Linked DNA regions of Mus musculus: all the other regions are linked to region 2. Evidence: chromatin contacts called from public ChIA-PET and HiChIP or PLAC-seq data. All regions are on one chromosome and are shown on one strand. The core of a region is the stretch at or near the end of the contact, and the rest is flanking DNA. Distances in the headings are between cores, read along the strand shown. Region 1 overlaps Gm5089 (predicted gene 5089). Region 2 holds the start of 4930594M22Rik (RIKEN cDNA 4930594M22 gene). Region 3 overlaps Gm33906 (a long non-coding RNA gene).

Evidence for each region. ChIA-PET counts read pairs in DNA pulled down with a chosen protein or histone mark. HiChIP or PLAC-seq counts read pairs in DNA pulled down with a chosen protein or histone mark.
Region 1: a contact with region 2 is called in an RNA polymerase II ChIA-PET map of memory CD8 T cells, with 8 read pairs. The contact joins the enhancer-like site here to the promoter of 4930594M22Rik in region 2. A contact is called at or near these places in 6 of 39 promoter capture datasets (HPC-7-derived erythroid cells, cranial neural crest, embryonic stem cells and 3 more), 2 of 115 datasets of contacts at active chromatin or transcription factors (craniofacial prominence and memory CD8 T cells) and 1 of 9 other capture datasets (adipose tissue).
Region 3: a FOXA1 HiChIP or PLAC-seq map of pancreatic cancer cells shows a contact between it and region 2. The contact joins the enhancer-like site here to the promoter of 4930594M22Rik in region 2. A contact is called at or near these places in 3 of 39 promoter capture datasets (embryonic stem cells, hippocampal neurons and neural stem cells), 3 of 484 Hi-C or Micro-C datasets (embryonic fibroblasts, pancreatic cancer cells and reprogramming fibroblasts), 4 of 115 datasets of contacts at active chromatin or transcription factors (embryonic stem cells, forebrain, pancreatic cancer cells and 1 more) and 2 of 9 other capture datasets (embryonic stem cells and pancreatic islet).

The regions. Positions count from the first base shown.
Region 1 is chr14:122,404,938-122,408,502 of GRCm38.p6, reverse strand. All of the region lies in intron 1 of Gm5089 (predicted gene 5089), which reads left to right. Among named protein-coding and RNA genes, the nearest start is that of Gm25464, 19 kb to the right of the region's middle. Within about 2 kb of position 1,557, at least 69 of the 459 cell types and tissues checked have an H3K27ac peak or open chromatin away from gene starts, as enhancers often do. A contact at or near this core is called in craniofacial prominence, embryonic stem cells, memory CD8 T cells and 1 more, where this site is marked.
Region 2 is chr14:122,911,571-122,915,302 of GRCm38.p6, reverse strand. 4930594M22Rik (RIKEN cDNA 4930594M22 gene) reads right to left here and starts at 2,273. Exons shown (of 2, transcript NR_155287.1): 1 at 2,011-2,273. It overlaps Ggact (gamma-glutamylamine cyclotransferase), which reads left to right and starts at 2,138. Exons shown (of 3, transcript NM_145466.2): 1 at 2,138-2,202.
Region 3 is chr14:123,235,422-123,239,219 of GRCm38.p6, reverse strand. All of the region lies in intron 1 of Gm33906 (a long non-coding RNA gene), which reads right to left. Among named protein-coding and RNA genes, the nearest start is that of AA536875, 69 kb to the right of the region's middle. Within about 2 kb of position 1,434, at least 13 of the 459 cell types and tissues checked have an H3K27ac peak or open chromatin away from gene starts, as enhancers often do. A contact at or near this core is called in pancreatic cancer cells, where this site is marked.

The DNA of each region.
Region 1 (3,565 bases), core at 308-2,807, 510 kb after region 2:
TCCACGGTTACTGAGTTCCATGTGGGGTCTTAAGAGGCTGCTGGCTTTAATTTAACTTAGGGTGCTGTAGTTCCAGTCTAGAAGTCTGGTTCGGTTTCCAAGTAAGAGGTCACCTATGAGAAAGTCAACTCACCTTGACCAATCTTCTAGCTGTGGCTGAGCACGGCTTTGCATGGTCTGGTCATCAGATCAGCAACTAGCAGGTCCTCTAGGCAAGTCTGTGGAACCATGTGCATACTACAGAAGGGCGGACCTCATTCCTCAGACCTCACCATGCCTTTGCATGGCTCACACACTGCAGAGACCGTTTTCCAAGGGAGAGATACAGGGAAGAGTATGGATTGCTGGATTTTCGAATGTTTTAAATGATTCTTTGTTTGGTTGATTGGTTTTGTTGTTGTTGGTGGTGGTGGTGGTGGTGATGGTTGGTTTTTGAGACAGGGTTTATCTGTGTAGCCCTGGCTATCCTAGAACTTGCTCTGTAGACCAGGTGGGCCTTGAACCCACAGAGATCGGCCTGCTTCTGCCTTTTGAATGTATGTGCCTTCACTGCCTGGCAACGTTTTTGTTTTTTGTTTTGGTTTTGTTTTGTGTTTTTGTTTTTGTTTTTGAGACAGGGTTTCTCTGTATAGCCCTGGCTGTCCTGGAACTCACTCTGTAGATAAGGCTGGCCTTGAACTCAGAAATCCACCTGCCTCTGCCTCCCAAATGCTGAGATTAAAGGCATGCGCCACCACTGCCCGGCTGCCTGGCAACGTTTTAAATTCTTTTTTCCCTTTCATTAATTAATTTATTCACTATGTAGATCTATTTATCTATGTAGACCTAGCTAATGTGGAACTCACTATACAGACTAGGTTGGCCTTGAACTAACATAGGTCCCCCTGCCTCTGCTTCCCAAGTGCTGGCGTGCTCCATGGGTACTTCGATTTGAAGAGAACTCATCTGTGGATCGCTCTGTGACTTTTGGACAGTTGTCTGACATCCAGGGAACTCAACAGGTGTTGGCTGAATATGAATTTAGTTAAATATTCGTGAGCGCAGCGATTCCCCTTAAGACCTTCGGGGGAGGGGGGATATATTTACTCACATCTGCTTCTTTCTTACCCTGGGGAATTAGAATTTGTGGTTTTCTCTCGCAGACGTGCAGAGAAATCCACAAAGTTGCTTGTGGCATCTGGGGAAATGTTAACCAGGAAGCTGGCTAGGCAGAAGACGTGGATCTTTCCAGGTCTTATGCCCTACAGATGGGTCATCTTTTAGAGAGTGGAACTCAGATCCAGTACACCAGGACTCGCCCAGGACTTGCCTGGCGTTTGGCGTCTCCCCCAGAATTCTTTACACATGGCCCAGGAGCCAACTTCGGTGTTTACGACACACCCGGGCGGCGGATCCCCTGGACGGGCTATGGGCCCCGCGCAGGTGTCCGGCCTGTGCACGGGGTGCGCGGGGGCCCAGGAGCCCCGAGAAAGACGTTATTGTTACACTGTAACGAGTCTGATTAACTCGCTCCTGACACTTTCTCTTAGTTTCTTCGGCTCCTAGCAACCAGGCACAAAGGCGAAGGATTGTCCCCGGCTCCGCGGGGACACGGGCAGCCTTTGATCTCGCACCATTACAGCCCGGCTGCGCGACAGGCTCACGGGGTCCGGGAGGCCCGCAGTCCTGGCCACTGGGCCACGGGGATCCCCCCACTGCGGCCCCGGCCTAGCCTGGCCGCTGCGCCCCAGCACTGCTACACCGGTGTAAGTCATCACGCAGGGAAGGGCAGCGGTCTCCGAAATGTGCCCAAGGCCTGGTCTCTACTCCGGGGCGACGCCCGCGCACCGATGCATGCGGTGTGTGGTGCGGAACAGAAGAACATCTACCTACACGCGTGTCCTGACCGTTTGAGCACGTCTCCTTCCTAAGCGGTACGGGAGTTCCAGGCTTGCCTTGCTCTTCCCGTCCGAAGGAGCGAAAGAAAACCCAGCCGGTCAGTCACAATGAAAAAAGAAAGGGGGAAAAATTATGTAAAAGGAAGGACACAGTTACATAGTCCTCGAAAACGTAAATAACCTGCTTAGACGAAACTGAGTAGATCGCCACAAATTGCGTGTCCAGGAGGACTTTGGTGCCTTCCTGGCGCTTGCTTTGTATTTCTGGCTATCTTTACGGATTCTGAAGGAGGTGGGGTGTCAAATAATTACTAGAATCTAAACAAACCATGTCCACCAGCGACAAAAGTCACCCACCACAGAACCGGGACAAGCTGCCGGGTCCCACTGCGCAAGTTTTACAGGTACTAAAAAGTAATTTCCGTTCCAGTTCGGGTCGCTTACTTAGCCATCCCTGGCCCCAGTTGAAAACAGAGGGTGGGAAGAAAGAAGAGTTAGGCTTTAGCATTTCAATGTTAGGGTCAGGTAATTACTTCCCCTAAATTACAAAGTGAGGGCTTTGCAGGGGGCCCTCCCGGGAGAGGGCACTGTTCCCAAGCCCTGGATTTACAGACCCTTCTTGTGCTCTCCACTGGTAATAATATTCACAAGTTCCCGTGGAAAAAAAAACGCAGAGGATTCAGATGGCAAAATAAATGCAAGCTCTAAAAGCATACTGTCCTGAGGAAGAAAGAGGAAGGGGTGTGTGTTGGGGGGGAGGGGACAAGGGGAGCTGTAAAGCCCGTATTCTCTCCTCTTCCTGTGCCAACTAAGAAAATTCCATAGTCTCTAAATAAAGTTTCCCCAACTCCCACAAAACTATTGAGTGCAAAGGTGTTCCTGGCGATAATGACTTCTATTTTAGAGAGCGGAACACCGCATGGTTGGTTCTATTTATCCAGCAAAATATGCCAGGCAATCAAAGACTTTCAAATTCAAACTACAGGCGGTGAAGTCTTCATCCCCGGGACACTATTTCCCGACCTGTCTCTAGAGCAGTGGGGGCCAGTGTGGCCCTGTGGAAAACTGGAGACAAGGCTGAAGAAAGTCCCTAACTTGCCGTCCCAGGGGTGCCCCCCAACCAGCCAGAATTCTCCTTACCCTTTCAATAAAACATGACTGTGCCGATACAATCCTCTATACATTAAAATGAGTTTGTCACAGATTGTCATTAAGACCTCAGTAAAACAATGAAGACATTATTGGGCACCCCCCCCCCCTCGGGCAAGGTATTAAAGGCATAAAGCAATCGACACCACACGGGTCCTATTGAGATTAATGAAAAAATTATGCAAAAAGAATCGCAATTTCATTTTCCCGTGACGAGGCTTTGCGTCCGTCCAGTCATTCTCGCATCGCACCTGATGATTTATTAAACTAATCTGTGGAGATCAACCGCTGATGTTCTCAGCTCAATCTTGTCCTGGCTCATTTTCTAAGTAATTGTTTCTCATTAGTTCTGATAATGTTTTAATAGTGTTATCCATAATTTAGCCCCCTAGAATTAATAACAAGGGGGTGATACAGGCAAAGTGGCTGCCATTGAGCTACATAAAAATATAAACAGGTATGTTTTTTTAATTAATCTGATGAGCAGCCAAGTCCCCTTCCCACCTCATCACCCACGTCTGTGTCCCTACGGCAGACTC
Region 2 (3,732 bases), core at 1,024-3,523:
GGTTTTGTTTGTTTGTTTTGCTTGTTTTTATGAGATGCTAAGATGATTCTTTGCGTCTACCAAGCTTTCATTAGTAAAATGGGAAATAAAACTTTTCACAGAAGTATGAGGAAGTTTAAGTAATACATAGACATAAGAGCAAAACACATTTTAAAAAATTCTAAAAACATTCTGATAAAGTATGTATGGAGGGCTGGAGAAATGGCTCAGCAGTTAAAAGCTTCCACTGCTCTTCCAGAGGTTCTGAGTTCAATTCCCAGTGACCACATGGTGGCTCACAACCATCTATAATGGGATCTGATACCCTCTCGTGATGCATCTTTAGATAGTGACAGTATACTCATATACACTAGTTAGATAGATAGATAGATAGATAGATAGATAGATAGATAGATAGATAGATAGATAAAAGTAGTTGCATGGTAGAATTTACTTTTCAGCAAACAAGGTGATAAGGTTGGAAGAACTTTGGAACAAGACCATGAATCTCAGGGTCAGCTTTCTTGCTTGTGTGGTGGTTTGAATGAAAATGACCCCCATAGACACAGAGTGGCATTATTGGAGGTGGCCCTTGTTGGAGGATGTGTGTCACAGGGGCTGGGCTTTCAGTATCTCTCTCTCTTCCTGCTGTCTGATTATCTGGATGTACAACTCTCGGCTACCTAACATCATGTCTGCTTTCATGCTGCCATGCTTCTCACCATAACAATAATGGACTAAACTCTAAAATATAAGCCAGCTCCAGTTAGATGGTTCCCTTTATAAGAGTTGCTGTGGTCATGGTGTCTCTTCACAGCGATAGAAACCCTAACTAAGATATCATAAGTCATTTTTAAAGGTTCAGTGACTATCAAAGACAGATGAATCTGATTTTACCATATTTACCTGGAACCTGGGATTAGTTGCTTATTTACTTTGTGCCCCAGTTGCTTCCAGTAAATACAATGGGACCACTACTGGTTTTATTGATTTCTCCACTGTAAAATGAGATTGTGGTAAAGGAGTAACTTCAAGCATACTTAGACCCTTAACCTTCTTCTTCAACGATTTAGTTTTGTAAATTAGCTTGCCGCATTATGAGTGGCTCTGAGACTTTCGTAGTACTGCTTTGTTCTTCTCTCCATGCCTCCTTCCCTCATCCCTGCCCATCTTTGATGTCATGTGTAATCCTATTACTCCCTGTTTCTCCCCTTCCCAGGCCCTCCTTTAAGACCCCATTTTCCTTCTCATGGTCCTCTTTCTATAAAATTGGTGGTTTATAAATGTGATGATTGTTCAGGGTTCTTGTAGACTTGGACATCTATTTAAAATACAACCACTTCAGCATCATTTGATGCTACGTGAAAACCAAGAATATAACACGATTTCAAGTACTCCACATACACAAAGTCAAAGGGATGGGAAATGATGAAAGGAAAAGCAGTAGTCATATAGTTAATTTGGGTCTCGATGAGGAGACAATGGGTCTCTAGTCTCACCATCTCTGTGACGTTGCTTTCACATCCCGATAGGGACATATAGAACTCTCCAGCATCACGCCTGCCTGCATTCTGCCATAGGAACATCCTTCCATGATAAAGATCTCTAGAGAAAAAATTGCCCTCAGCTTTTGGTTCTCATACATCTTATGTCCTAAGGGTAGGATGTAGGGGAAAGCTAGTTCTTCCATTAGCTCCTAAACAAGTTTTATTTTAAAAAGAGTTGGTAAGTAGGCAGAATTGCTACAGTTACCTGTATCCCGTAGGGATATGTACGAGCAGATGCGATGCCTTAATTGTCCTGTGGAGCCTTCCTCAGATCTGAGTTTAGCATCACCTCAGTGTCTATGTGAAGGGGTGAGTCTCTCTGAAGTAGTGAATCTTAGGCGTGTTTGGGTCTAACGTGGAGTCAAAGCATGTGTGATGTAGAGCTGAACCTGGTGGGAGCAGTCGAGCCCGTGTCTGGTGGTGGGAGTGGTGGTGGGGAGCTTGCTTGCTTGCATTTCGGAGGAATGTGGCTTCGGGTTCTTACCTGCGCGGTTCCGGCACATGGGGAGTGGCGTGCGCGCTGCCAGGTGCGCTCCGTGGCGCTGCCGGGGCGGGCGGAGCGGCGAGAGACCAGCAGGAGCGCCGCCCGGGGCGGTTTGGTTGCGACACCCGCCCAGCTGGGCATTTCCGCTCCGTGGTCCGGGCGCGCTCCTCGTGATTCCCCCGACCGCTGCAGGTGAGGCGCCGAGGCGGGCTGGGACTGGGAGCCTGGGGGCGGCTTAGGGACTCTGTCACCAGCCAGCGAATGTCCGCTAGCGTCCCGGCGTATGGGTCTGCCTGGCGGAACGCGCTGGGCGGAGCGCGCATTTGACCCCCCACCCCCACCCCGGAAAGCTGCCCGGGCGGCCCGTGCTGTGACTGCTACCGGAGCGGAGCTGATGCTTGCTCTCGCGGGACAGACAGCTCCAACAGGTAGCTTAAGATCCTAAGGGAATGTGGCTAGCGGTTTTCAAAAGAAATGTTTTTTTAATTTTACTTTAGGAGTCACTTATGTGTGAAGAGTCCAAAACCTGAAAAAGAATCCTAAACCAACTTCTGTTGGTCCGTTTCACATCTGGATTTCCTTTGGAACCAGTAGTAAAACGCCTGGAACTTTGGCGATCCATCCCTTTGATTCTATCCGTGGTTATTATTGCTGTTTAACTCTAATCAACGAGTTATAACGTTACAGCCTCGCTTAAAACCCATTTGAGGTGTGCGTGTATTTTAACTTAGCTTAACTCCAAGCTCATTTATTTATGTTAAAAGATTTCTTCTAATTGAAGTCTTTCTCCTGGTCTGTTTCCTGTAACTGAAGTGCTTGCTAAGTGAGGAACTCTGCAGTTTGGCCTCATTTTCCTGAACCTTCTCTGAGAAGTCCCTGAGTAAGCAGGCCAGACTTCAACAATAGAGGGCATTTTTCTCTAAAAGCTAGTTTGCAAAGTTAATTGGTGGATTTTTTTTTTTTTTGTACTGAACCTTTTATTTAAACTAGTGAACTTACAAACCATGTCCTTAGCATGCAAAAGGCCCAAGATTGGCTCTCCAGCACTGGAAAATAAGCAGACCAAGTTGGGATTAGGAATGTGGCTCAGTGGTAGAATTCACCCTTCTGTGTGAAGTGGTGAGCTGGACTGACGTCTGTCTGTGGTGGTCATTAGTGGATGGCAGTGTGTGGTACAGAACCAAAACCAAAACCAAAACCCTGCAAAGGTTAATTTTTTTTAAGTACAGGATCAAGCCAGGTGTGGTGGCTTATGTCTGTGATTCCAGCACTCAGAACGCTAAAGCAGACCATCCTGGGATATGCAAGATCTTACATCAAAAAAATATCAAAACCAAAACAAATAAAAGTTTCTTCTTTATCTAGTAAGAACTTTTGAGAGCTCCAGTTCTGTCTGTCAAAGCTTGAAAAGGAGTCATGGGATGACTCTTTATTGGCCTTGGCCAGGGTCTTGTTAGGGGAGAGGACCCTCTGCCCTACAGACTAGTGCTGTCATGTTTGAAGAGGGACATGGTCCATGGGAAGGTAGCAATAGGAAGACGACATCAAATGATCTTAGCAGCCTTCTCTAGAACATTCCCCATCTGAAGCCAGTAAATACTGGAAATTTTATTTGGAGACTCTGAGCTAACAATAACCACCCAGCATCTTGACTAACACTCATCCTTCAGTCAAAGGCTTCCCTGTATTGTCCCACCCCTATAGCCATGGGTATCTATCTCC
Region 3 (3,798 bases), core at 185-2,684, 320 kb before region 2:
TGGCACACAAACATGGGGACCCAACTTCACATCCTTTCTTCCTCCTCCGATACCTGAAGTCTCTTCCAAATGCAGGTGACAGTGGCTGGATCTTATGCTATAGCAAGCAAACCCCACCTCAAAAGCCTTGCCTTTTCTCATCTGAGTGATCATTTCCACCCAGGCAAGCCGAGAGGACCAAGATCTATTTCAGGAACATGACGATATCTCTGTGTAAAGACCCTCTGAGTGAGACCATAGGTGAAGAACACTATCATTCTCATTGTCTTTGTGACTTAGTCTTTGTCTGCATTTCCCCAAAGTAGGACAGCCCTCCAAAAGAAAAATAAACCCAGCTCTCCTCCATGAGCTCAACTTCTGACTCCTCCTTCGTGTGAAACTCCTAGTTCAGATACATCCTCTACCAGTCTCAAAACAACTAAGCTCTAATGCAGCAATCTTTTTTTGATTTCTAAATTTCACTTACAGTGCACATGCTTGATTCAGTGCCCTTGTTGAAGAATACCCCATCAGTATCCCTGATCTTGCACGCTTGTTTTTCCCCTTTTGAGACTCCATCAATTTTCATCTAGGTCCATAATTCCTATTCAATGCTTTGCACATGGAAGTCTTCTGGTGACTGACATTTACTGAATTTTAGAACCTTTGCAAATTCATGGGCCTTCATTAGTTTTAACAAGATATAAACTTACTACAGTGAATCAAAGTAATTGCAACATGCATTGAATTCGGGCACACACTGATACAGTGTTTTCATTAAGGAAAACTTAATAAGGATATAAAAGCTAATATGGTAACCCTCCGAAGCTTCAGAGAGAATGTTAATGTTGTTCATTTAAAAGTTATTTCTAGTCAGAGGGCTCATTTCCTCCATGCAGCAACTCAGAGGCATAGGCTTCTGTCTGTGGTTCCATCATCTTCGGTGTCTGGTTTCCCAAGCTGACATTTTACCCCCAAATTGTCAGGTCTGAGGATAAAGGCTATGGAATGCCATACAATAGAGGGCAGACCTAACAGGTAAATGTGCCCTCTAGTACTTTCCCTCAGCTGGATTTCAGTCATGTAGCTATAGGAATACATGGAGGAGGAGCAGGTGGAAAGTATGAGCCTTTCCTAGATTCAGAGGGAAGAGGGATAATAAACAGTGATAATTTTAGAATTAATTGCCTGGTTTCTGCCTCACTTATTAAACCTTATACATACTATGAAGATTTCCTGAAAATGACACCCTCAACCCCAAATACCTAGATCAATCTAAGTAAAATGTGCAAAATATGCACAGCAAAGATCGTAAAAACCCCGGCTCTCAGATAACAAGGAAAGCAGAGACAGCAACTCCCACTAACTGTTCCTACCATTTTATAGAGCGCTGTGTTTCCACTGAACCTCATCTGGAAACATTCGTGAGTCACTAAACAAGCTAACTGCCTACAATAACCACTCAACCAAACAAATATCCAGAAACTGATGCTATAGACGTTAAACCATCAAAGGATAAGTGGGTGGGTGTCCTGGATCAGCATGATCCTACATGCAACAATTGAGGACAAAACAAAAATGACAGTAGAGAAAGGGAAAGGATTTGCATGAGTATCTAGACTTGTCATGCCCTCAGACTCACACAATTTTACATAGCTCACTACTTAACTGTAGAAATTAGGTATTTTTTAAACCCTTTTCCAGTGTGTGTATGTGTGTATGCACTCAGATATAACTCAAGCAAATCTTGTAGAAAAGGTGACAGCAAGTTTGGGTCTAATGTAACTCTTGTTTTATTTTGACCTACTAAAAGGCTCTCACATAATGATTCATCCCTTCTACAGAAATGAGATGTCAGGATGCAAAGGGCACCACATCCCGTCAACAGGCCATGTTTGTCTCCCAGAAGCACCTCAGGGAATTTTAACAGCAAGCACCATCTTCTGAGCCCTTCATGAGACTAACATCCGCTGGCTTCCTTTTCCACATCTGTAGGAGTAAAATTAGCAAGCAGTATGGAATCTGAGTTCTCCCCAGAGTTCAGTCAAAGGTCAGAGCTACCTTTGGGTAATTCATAGGGGAAAAAAGTTGCATAATAAAAATAATGATGTGGCATATGAATGTGGTTCCAATAGAACCATACCCTTTCAGCAGCCAGCTATATACCAACTCTCCATTTTCTGCTTGTTGTGTTTCTTAACACAGCTCTTTTTGCATCTGCCAGTGACTAAAATGTTTACCACCTCCTTGGTCTATTACTCTTGTTGCCTCAGGTCACAGAACATTCCAGTCGAGTTGCAAATTATTAGGACTGATTTTTTTTTATGCCTGTGCTGTCTAGAAAATATGCATGCATGTGTCCTCATCCTTACCCCGTGTTCACTGTCCTATACTGCTAGGATCTCTTTGTCCCTCCATTAGCCCCAATAAATTACAGTTGATTATAGCTCAGTCCCTTCTATAGTGGGTTAAATGCAGTAAAATGAGCAGGAAAATAGCAAACAAGGCCTTGGGGTGACATCAACACCCTGTAATAGCTTACTTTTACCTCTGATATTTTCACAGATGATTCTATCTGAAATTCCTCAATTTGGGATAATGATGCTGAAAGTGTATAATGTGAGTATTTGTGGTTGAGCCACAGATGATGGTAATAGTAGTGGCAGAAAGGTTGTATGTGGGTAAAAATCTAGCTCAGTGTAAAAGGCTGCTGAAGGCTAACTACACTCATGCTCAAATAAGTCCTGATGCAGTGGTCCTATCTGTAACATTAATAGGTTTTGATGTTTATTTTTTAAAAGAATAGAAGGAGAATCTCTGACAGAAAATTAAATAATAATAATAATAATAATAATAATAATAGTAAATAATAATAATAATAAACAAGTCTCTGGATTTAAAAAAAATTCCAGATCTGGGGACCCAGGATTCAATCCCCATCACTACAAAAATAAATATAAAGAAAAGGTGGGGGGGGGGGCATGTACCTAAAACTTCTCATTCACTGTGATCATTAAGCATTTTATTTGAGCCACCTATGACAATGAGGACATCTGACTATGGCTCCACCTGTACCTAACTATAAGGACCACTGCTATATATAGCATGAGGTGTTCAACTCTTTATTGAAACTCCATTTACCCACCCCGCCCCATGTTTTTGTTTCTTGAGTAGCTTTAGATAGAGAAATAATGACCACAGTGAAAAGCTCTCTCTGGGATGGGAAGATTAAGCTGAAATTTAGTAGGGACCTGAGATGTACAGAACCAGGAACAAGAGAAGTTTGATCTATGCCTTAGCTTGGGTTTTATTGCTGTGAAGAGACAACATGACCAAGGCAAATCTTATAAAAGAAAATATTTAACTGGGGCTGGCTTACAGTTTCAGAAGTTCAGTCCATTATCTTCATGGTGGGAAGTATAGCAGCATGCAGGCAGACATGCTGGATGAAGTAGATGAGAGTTCTACATCTTGATCCGAAGACAGTCAGGAGGAGACTTCTCTGCAGGCAGCTAGGAGGGGACTCTCTTCCACACCTACATGGGGGAAACTTTAGCCTCAAAGACTATGAACACAGTGACACACTTCCTCCAACAAGGTCACACCCATTCCAACAAGGTCACACCTCCTAACAGTGCTGCTTCCCATGGCTAAGCATATTCAAACTACTAGAGTCTGTCATCTCCCCCAACTCCCTGCATCCACCAAATATGATCCTTCCTGGCCCCAAGCCTTTACTTCTTCAGACCCTCTCTAGTCTGAAATTTTACTCAGACACTTCATTTAATTCTTGCCAAACAATTCACTATGCTGTAAGTT